Regions from separate parts of the Ovis aries genome. Here all the other regions are linked to region 3. Evidence: chromatin contacts called from public Hi-C data. All regions are on one chromosome and are shown on one strand. Each heading gives the region's core, a stretch centred on a gene start, on an enhancer-like site or on the middle of the called end of the contact. The rest is flanking DNA. Distances are from core to core; before and after follow the strand shown. Region 1 overlaps SLC38A10 (solute carrier family 38 member 10). Region 2 holds the start of NDUFAF8 (NADH:ubiquinone oxidoreductase complex assembly factor 8). Region 3 has its middle 29 kb from the start of ACTG1.

What was found. A called contact is a pair of places that touch in the nucleus more often than the background predicts.
Region 1: a Hi-C map of tail adipose tissue shows a contact between it and region 3, with 5 times the contacts expected there. The contact joins two enhancer-like sites. A contact is called at or near these places in 4 of 16 Hi-C or Micro-C datasets (blood, omental adipose tissue and tail adipose tissue).
Region 2: a Hi-C map of liver shows a contact between it and region 3, with 2.9 times the contacts expected there. The contact joins the promoter of NDUFAF8 here to the enhancer-like site in region 3. A contact is called at or near these places in 8 of 16 Hi-C or Micro-C datasets (blood, hypothalamus, liver and 3 more).

The regions. Positions count from the first base shown.
Region 1 is chr11:50,942,480-50,945,179 of ARS-UI_Ramb_v3.0, forward strand. SLC38A10 (solute carrier family 38 member 10) reads left to right here. Exons shown (of 17, transcript XM_060394961.1): 5 at 1-51; 6 at 921-1,045. Among named protein-coding and RNA genes, the nearest start is that of SLC38A10, 10 kb to the left of the region's middle. Within about 2 kb of position 1,387, at least 1 of the 54 cell types and tissues checked has an H3K27ac peak or open chromatin away from gene starts, as enhancers often do. A contact at or near this core is called in tail adipose tissue, where this site is marked.
Region 2 is chr11:50,976,474-50,979,173 of ARS-UI_Ramb_v3.0, forward strand. NDUFAF8 (NADH:ubiquinone oxidoreductase complex assembly factor 8) reads right to left here and starts at 1,358. Exons shown (of 4, transcript XM_042256761.1): 1 at 1,237-1,358; 2 at 964-1,074; 3 at 720-850. The coding sequence starts at 1,320. It overlaps TEPSIN (TEPSIN adaptor related protein complex 4 accessory protein), which reads left to right and starts at 1,653. Exons shown (of 13, transcript XM_060394962.1): 1 at 1,653-1,728. The coding sequence starts at 1,681.
Region 3 is chr11:50,784,133-50,786,832 of ARS-UI_Ramb_v3.0, forward strand. No RefSeq gene overlaps it. Among named protein-coding and RNA genes, the nearest start is that of ACTG1, 29 kb to the left of the region's middle. Within about 2 kb of position 1,404, at least 19 of the 54 cell types and tissues checked have an H3K27ac peak or open chromatin away from gene starts, as enhancers often do. A contact at or near this core is called in liver and tail adipose tissue, where this site is marked.

The DNA of each region.
Region 1 (2,700 bases), core at 137-2,636, 160 kb after region 3:
CAGTCCTTCAGCGCCATGGCCCTCATCTTCTACACCGTGTTCATGTTCGTGGTGAGTGTCAGGCCGCCAGCTGCAGCTGAGGTTGACGGGAACGTGATGTAGAATCCGCCACAGGAGCCCAGTGGCCAGATGGGGCCGCAGGGGAGGGGAGCGCTCTGAGGCAGGGAGTGAAAGCGTGATGCTCCCCAGTTCACGGAAGACCTTTTATGTGGGCTTTGTGGCCAAGAGTCAGGAGGCCAGCCTTTTGTCATGACGAGGTGAGAGCAGTTGTTGTCTAATGAGTGTTTATCACTGACTGTTGAGAGGGCAGGGGGGTGCAGTCTGGAGTTGATACTCAGGGCGCCCCTTGGGAGCCCCTGGGCCTGAGCCCCTGACCACTCCGGTGGGAGCAGAATGGGAGAGTCTGTGCAGTGGGCTCTCCTTAGAAGACCAAGCCCCGGGTGGTGTCTCCAGTGCCCCTCGGCTCTGAGGGCCAGCCCAGTGATCCTTCCTCTGCTTCTCCAGGCAGCCCTGTCCTTGATGGGTCTGTCTTTTAAATTATGTCTGCACAGGACTGGCAAGGACCTGCCAGCTTGGGGGACTGTCCTGACCTGGAGGCGACTGGGGTGTGCACAGCAGGTGGGGCTCATTGCTTACCATCTGTAGCCCTGGATGGGCAGCCGCCCCTGGTGCCAGGAGGCCCCACAGCTCCTCTGGGCAGCACCTGGCCAGCTGGTGGCACAGCAGAGAGCCGAAACCCTGGGGCCACACACCACTCCCAGCCCCTGCAGCCCCCCCAGCCCCTCCAGCCGGTGGCAACAGGCTGCCCTGTGCGGGGCCTGCACTGTGGTGCCGGCTGTCTCGGTGCCCTGCCCGGCCCTGGCCCGAGTCCCACCTGTGTGTGCTGCCCTGTGCCGAGTCCCGCTTCCTTCTCCTCGCAGATCGTGCTCTCCTCCTTCAAGCACGGCCTCTTCGGTGGGCAGTGGCTGCAGCGGGTCAGTTACATCCGCTGGGAGGGCGTCTTCCGCTGCATCCCCATCTTTGGCATGTCCTTTGCCTGCCAGTCGTAAGTACTACCTGCTCCTGGGGCCCTGGGGGTGAGTGTTGCAAGGGGAGGCTGCCATCCTGGGGGCGGGAAGCACCGTTTCTTTCAGTGGGTGATCCAGGCCATGAGGAGGAAGGTGTTCTTCACCGTGGCCTCTCCCACTCCGGGTTCAGGGCGGGAGTTCTGTGTTTACCGGGAGAGAAATTGACTGTTCCCGAGATGTGTTGCCGGCACTGTTGGCGACAACGCCCAGTTTGCCAAATCCCCCACGAGCAGAGTTGGCTGTGGGGAGCACAGCACAGCCCCGAACCATCTGACTCACAGAGTCCCAAGCATTTTGCCAGAGTTTAGCTATTCGTGTGAGAATATTTAAGAGGGAATTGCGCAAACATTGACTTCAGACTGCTGCTGGGACGCTTTCAGAGGCGCGTGTGTGTGTGCCTGTGTGCGCGCACACGTGTGTGCGTTTGAGCAGGCATGCGCTCTGGCACTTGGGGCTCTGTAAATGCAGAGCAGTGATTTCCATAATTCCAGCAGCCTTACCTTCTCCACCAAATGACAGGAACCTACGATCCATGCCCGGCCGGGTGGTAACCCTGCTCAAAAGAGGCGTAAATCCGGCCGGGACAAGAAAGGACCGTCGGTGGCGGGGGTCTGGCAGAGCAGCCCCCTGCAGCTCCACGGGCGTGAACCGTGCCAGTTGTAAACTAACGTGACAGATGAGACTTGTTCCGACTGCTGTGTTTACACCCACACGCGAGATCCAAATCGTCGTTCCCACTTCTCGTCTCGCTTGGCAGCTCGGTTTCCGCCAGAGCACACTCCGCTCTTGCTGTTTAACGTCCCTGTTAGAGTTGGTGACAGAAGCTACATCCTTTTGCCGTGTACCTAGTTACCGATTGTCCTTTTTTCCTGTGGGTTTGGTCTGGCTTTCTGGTGGGGGCTGCTCTGTCATCAAGTGGGTCTCTTGGGCTTGGTTCTCAGGTTGAGTTATGGGTTCTGGAAAGGGGCGGGTTGTGAGCTCATATTCTGTCTGCAGCTCACGGAAGGCGCGGGGCCTGGGGATGTGCCCATATCACCTGGGGAGTGGAGCCGAGGGTCTAGAGCTGGGGCTCTTCCCTGCACATCTGGCCCTGAAGGGCATGCAGGCTGGGAGCCCTGCTGCCCTTGCCAGGTGGCCATGGGCCCTGCTGCCTGGCTGGTCTCCCCACCCTGGATGGGCTGGGCCTCTGCTGGGCCGTCAGTGTGCAGCCCTCCCTGGTCTGACTTCGAGGTAGATGAGTACAGGGCGGCACAGGACCAGCAGGCCCCCAGCGCAGCTCAGAGAGAGCACAGAGCGCATGGAGGCCCAGCCTGTGCGGGGCAGGCAGACACCTCTGACTCAGGTAAACTGAGTCATCGGCTGCTTGGTGAGATGAGCAGGTGCTCTGCAGGTGCCACAGGCAGGATTGAGGAAGGCGGGCACCACAGCCTTGCCACACCCATCCATCCTCACATGTGGGCACAGCCCCTCCCCTCAGCGGCTCCTGGGCAGGGGCTTCCCCCCGTGTGTGCTGGGGACGCCCCTGCCCTGAGATCTGGTGCTGGGGCTCCCTGGCGTGGCCCTGGCCCTGGCCCTAGGAGCTGGGCAGTCCCCCTGCAGGTCCTCTGCCACCTCCCTGGTCTGCATGGGTGTG
Region 2 (2,700 bases), core at 108-2,607, 190 kb after region 3:
TCCTGCCTCCTCATGCACCCCCACAGAGCCTCAGGGTGCAGGCAGAGTAGACAAAATGGCTTGTGTCTTTAAATGAGAAACCCCCAGGTTCCCTGTTCTGAACTTCCAGTGCCTGGGGCCTGTGGTTAGGTTGCCCTCAATGGAAAACAGCAGGAGAGGCAGCCACACGCTCCCGGGGGCAAGACAACATGACAGGGGCAAAGAAGCGTAAGGAATCAGAGAGGATTCCTTCCAGAGAGGATTCACAGGATACCTGTGATCCTGACTAATAACCACAGGCGGTAGGGAAAAGCCTGGTTTGGCCAGGAGTGTGTGATCTTTATTTTACATGTGAATCCTTCCAACCACTGACCACAGGATGAAGGTTTGTACTTCCCGGAGGGAGTGCTCTGAGTAAAGCAAGGAAGCTGCCAAGAGCCAGGAAGCAAGTCCAAGCGACACGTGCATCTTGGATGAAACATGTCATATTGGAGATTGGTGACAAGGGCGAGCCGCATATCCCAGCCACAATGATTGCTAGGAAGGTGCAAGGGGTTCTTTGAGCCCTCTGGGAAATGAAGTATGGCCCATGCATTCTCCATCCTGGATCATAGAGATTCCTTGGATTCCCTAAATTCTAGTGAGCTGACCCAACTGTCCCCTGCCAGGTCCAGTACTCAGCACAAGCAGCTCTGGTGAACAGAACTGACTGTGGGCATCGTGGCCCACCCCAGACCCACCGAGTCGAGGGAACCCAGGACCTTGACATCTTGGGCACCAGCTCAAAACCTTGTGCTAGCCTCATTACAGGCAGCCTCCGTGGCGGCGGGGGTCGCGCCGGCTGGTGTGGGGCTGTGCCCCCGTGAAGCACCTGTTGGAGCCCAACATCGAACCCAGAAGAAAAGGAAGCCCGTTTCCCAAACAGGTAACGTGGGTCCCCGCCCCCTAGGGTCCCACCCCCGGGCGAGGCTGGCGTTCACTTACCGCAGCAGCGAAGCAGCTCCGCAAAGCCTCGAACTCCTGCGCGCACAGATCCTTCTTCAAGCAGCCGCCCGGGGCCGTGGACGCCTGCACGCACCTGCCGTAGGCCGCGGCCTGGGGGCGGACGGAGATGGGCGAGGGTCGCCACGGTCCCCGCGCCCGCTCATTACCCGGGCGGACCCCGCCGCCGCCGCTCCCGGGTCACCACTAGCCGCCCCCCGCCAACCTGCACCCCGCCTCGCGCGGCCCTTCCTGCCCCGCCTGACGACTCCGCACCTCGGCCCCACAGGCAGCTAGACACTCGGGAAAGGCGCGGAGGCGGCTTCGCACGCGACCCCACACAGCTCCGTTCCCCGACATGAGCGGCTCCTCCCGGCACCTGTGGGCGCCGCCATCTTAGGTCCGGCCTCTTCCGGCGCCCAACAGCTTAACCGGCAGGCACTTCCGCCCACAATCTTTCTTGCGCTTTGTCACTTGGTCAGGCTTAGCCCTCGCCTTAGCCTCTCCGGAACCGCTCTCAGTCTCCCAGAGCCCTGCAGTTGGCTCGTTGTCGGTCGCTGTCCTTGGACTTTGTATTGGTTCACGCGCAAACTGTTTCCCGAAGTCGGCCGCAAGGCCCTCCTCACTCGGGTAATTGGCCCGCGGGGTCAGGCTCACGCACTGATTGGCGGGGGCCCGGGCCTGGCGGAAGCGGGGCGGGGCCGGAAGGTGGCCGGCACCATGGCGGCCACGCCGCCGCTGCGGGACCGCCTGAGCTTTCTGCACCGGGTGAGTGAGTGCTGGCGGCCCTGGTCCCACCACGCGCCGCCTCCTGGCCTCACCCCCAGCCCAGGCCGACCGCCTCCCTGGCTGCGCACTGCCCCCGCGGGATCCCCGCGCCCCGTGCCCTCCGGATGCTGGCAGGCTTGGCGTCCCCTTCGTCCCCCTCCGTCCCCTCCCACCTCTCCTCTCGCCTCTTTCCCTGTTTTCCGGCCGCTTCAACATCCTAGAACACTCCTCATCTCAAATCCTACCCTTCGGCCCCTCCCGAGGCTGGGGGACCCCACAGCCTTGGGGGGCGGCAAGTCAGGCCATCCCTGTGTCAGGTCCACGGGGAAGAGTGACCCCCTTGAACAAAATCCCAAGTTTTTCTGTTTTCTTACCCAGCTTAAAGTAGCTTTACAGAAAAAGAAACAGTGATCCCCCGAACTCTGGCCGAGATAACCAGACGCTGATTCGAAGAGCGGCAGAAAACCTTTTATTAAGTGGTCCAGGCAGTGGGGGAAGCCCTGAATTCCAGTTCAAATTGTGCGGAGAGGACTGGGCGTTTTCAGGACAGGACAGAAGGGTGGAGTTCAAGTGAAAAATGGCAGGCGTTTGGGCGGTTTCGGTGGGATACGGCTGCTGTGCTGATAACTGGTGGTTACAGAAGCTAAGATCCCATCGTGCGGTAGGAACTGGGGGACAGACCCTGTCCCTCCTGGTGGTTACATTTCAAGGAGTGGCCTTCAGGTCCTTGAGAAAGACTCTCCTAAGTTGTAGGAGGTCTGGGTTCCCAATTGTAGAAAATGCTCCTGAAGTGAGCCTGAACCAGTCCAAAAGTCCAGGGTCAAGAAAAGGTCTGGAGTCTGTCACCAGAAATAGGCCAGAATGAACAGTGAATTCTGGCACTGTGAGCTTCCACAGGCAGGCGGCAGGGGTGAGGGGGGTGACGGGTTCACCCTCATGCTGCTGAAAGACAGGTCAGTTCTCTTTGAGCAG
Region 3 (2,700 bases), core at 154-2,653:
AGCCAGGGTGCAGGGGAGGCCTCTGAACCCCATGATGCTTGCTGGGAGCTGTAGTGGTTGGCCCAACACACCAGAACCAAGGAGTCACACACGATGGCTGAGGGACTCCTCCACTGATGGCATGTGGAGGCATTCTGAACACGGATCAGATTCCAGTCTATCTCAGGGAATTACATTACTCCTAGGTCTTGGACAGGTGATTTCGGAGGTGACTCCTGTGTTTGTCAAGCTGCTGTCCCTAAGCCACCATTAGGACTCCATCAGCAGTGGTTTGGGGGCTTTTCCAGGTCAATGGGGGTTGGAGTGGGTGCTGAGGAGTGCCTGGGGCTTGACTTCCTCCCTTGCAGGGGCCCTGTACCTCCTGTTGTCCTGGTGGTCCTCTTGGTTGACACCTCATGGAAGAAAAGATGCTGAGACTCTTGGTTCTCAGTGGGTTGGGGAGAAGGGGCACAGGGGAACTCTGAGTGGGAGGGGAGTCTAGAGATTGGGAGCCCTGTGTCCATAGCCGGGCCAGTACTGCAGGCTGACTGCCTCCTGAGATTTGTATGTAGCCACCATCGCACTGGGAAATGTCTCCAGGCAGTTTCTGGGGGAAGGTGGTGGGCTGGGAGGGAAAGGGACTAGACCTGGACCCCTGACCCCCTAACCCAGCCCAGAGCCCTCTCCCTGCAAGGGCCTCTGGCTCCTGGGGCCACCACTTTCCACCCCAGAGGGAGGCCACTGTGAAGTGATGGAAGAGGGAGATGATTTAGGGAGAGTTTGCACAGCTGGCCAGGCTGAGGCAGGGGCTTTTGCCCCATCCCCCAACCATCCCCTCTGATTAGAAGAAGACTGTCACTCTGAAAACGGTCTCAGGTTAGCAACATCCGGACACTTGGTCTCCGACAAACTTTCCCTCTGGAAAAATCAAGAGACTTTCTATCACTCACTGGGTACATTTTAGAAAGAGCCTGAGCTCATTTTTTATGGGTTCTTCTTCTCCACAAGTCCTAGGAAACAGGGAGAAAGCAAGGGTAAGTGTACTGAGGGACCGAACTGAAAGCGCTTGCCCAAGGTCAGTCCCAGCACAGGCCGTGTTTCAGGCTGCGGGTTCTTTCTCCTGTGTGTGAGCATGTTGGGGGGAGGGTGGTTGGAAACGGGACTGAAGGGGAGGCCGGCCCTGGAGCGGCCACTTAGTAGGGTCCGCGGCCGCAGCCTGCAGCTCCCCAGTGGCCCCAACCTGAGCTCTGGGATGGGGGTACGCGCAACGGTGGAACGCTGGCGGTACCGGACCCCCGAGGCGGGGCCCAGGAGGCGGGCTCGCGGTGCCGCGGAGGAAAGAACAAAAGGAGGCCCCGCCCCTCCCTGGCAGGCTCCCCGCAGCCAATTGGCGAGGCCACTGTCAACGACGCCCTCTGATTGGCTGCACGGAGACCAATCGGGCGCCGGGGCCGCGAGCCCGTGCGGCCCCACGTGGGGCGGCGTGCGCCGCTGTACTCTGGCCGCAGCGGGCTGAGTACTTATAGTTGGGTGTGCTGGGGGTAACCGTGCAGCGACTTGCGCCGACTGAAGGACCCCCAACCCTGAGGACCCCCCACCGTCCCGAGGGTCCCCGAGTGCCCTTTGCACGCAAAGCACTGTACCATCTTCTGGGTCATCTGCTGTGCAGGGTTAGGGTCGTGGTTGCTCCCGTTGCACACGTGGAGTGAAGTGACAGCTTCAAATCCACCTAGCCTGTTAGGGCGGAAGCCCCTGGAGACCTGGTTTTCTGACTCTGCTGCTCGGCTGCGGGTCCTCACCTTCCCTGGGGGCTTGAGCCACTCACCGCTGTACTCTCCTGACCTCAGGGGACGAGGAAGGAAGGAGCGTGCCATCTGGGCTTGGCCATGAAGGCTGAAGCGGATCGGGTGGAAGGAAGGAAGAGGCAGTCTGCTGTTGGGTGGTAAAGGGGCTAGGCGGGATCAATTCATATATCGATTGAGTCAGTTATTGACACCTTCTACTATTATCCTGGGGACACAAACAGTGGTGGCCCCAGGGGAGGCTTGGAGGCTAGCCTCCCCCTAGTTTCCATTAGTCTCCCCTCCAAGCTACTCCAAGTGGAACATACAAGAATGTTCTTTATGGCCAATTGATGTGGTCTTACATTTTTATGGCACCCTCAGACAGAGTATTTGAGGAGAGTTGAATAAATGGAAAATGAATGAATTAAAGGAGAGATGGTGCTGCCCAGGGCCAGCAACAAAGGGGAGCTGTTACCACTTTGACCTGAAGGGTAGCTGTAGCCACAGGAGAGGCCCATCCTGTAGGAGCTCCGACCTTGGAGGGAGGGATACAGCGACTGGCCGGGAGGAGCCAGGTGATATATATACTGACCTCACTTTACTCCTGCCTGCGCCTCTCATCTGCCAGCTCCTTTTTGGCTGAATTCCAATTAACACGGCGCCCACAGGTCAGCCTTGGGCCACAAGGCAGGGCAGCTGGGGTAGGGAAATGGGGAGGTGTCCAGCACCTGTTGGGAAGTGTGAATAAAAGCATCTCAGAAACATTGCTGTTTTGTTTTGTAGGCAGTGACACAGGATGTAAGTGCACGCCTATGCTGAGGTTGTTGAGAAATGAGTGGGGCGGGGTTCGGCCTCCTCTCTGGTGCAGAACCAGTCCAAGCCCTAGGAGTGGGAAGACAACATGCAAGCAGTGAGTTGAACACAGGGCAGAGCAGTG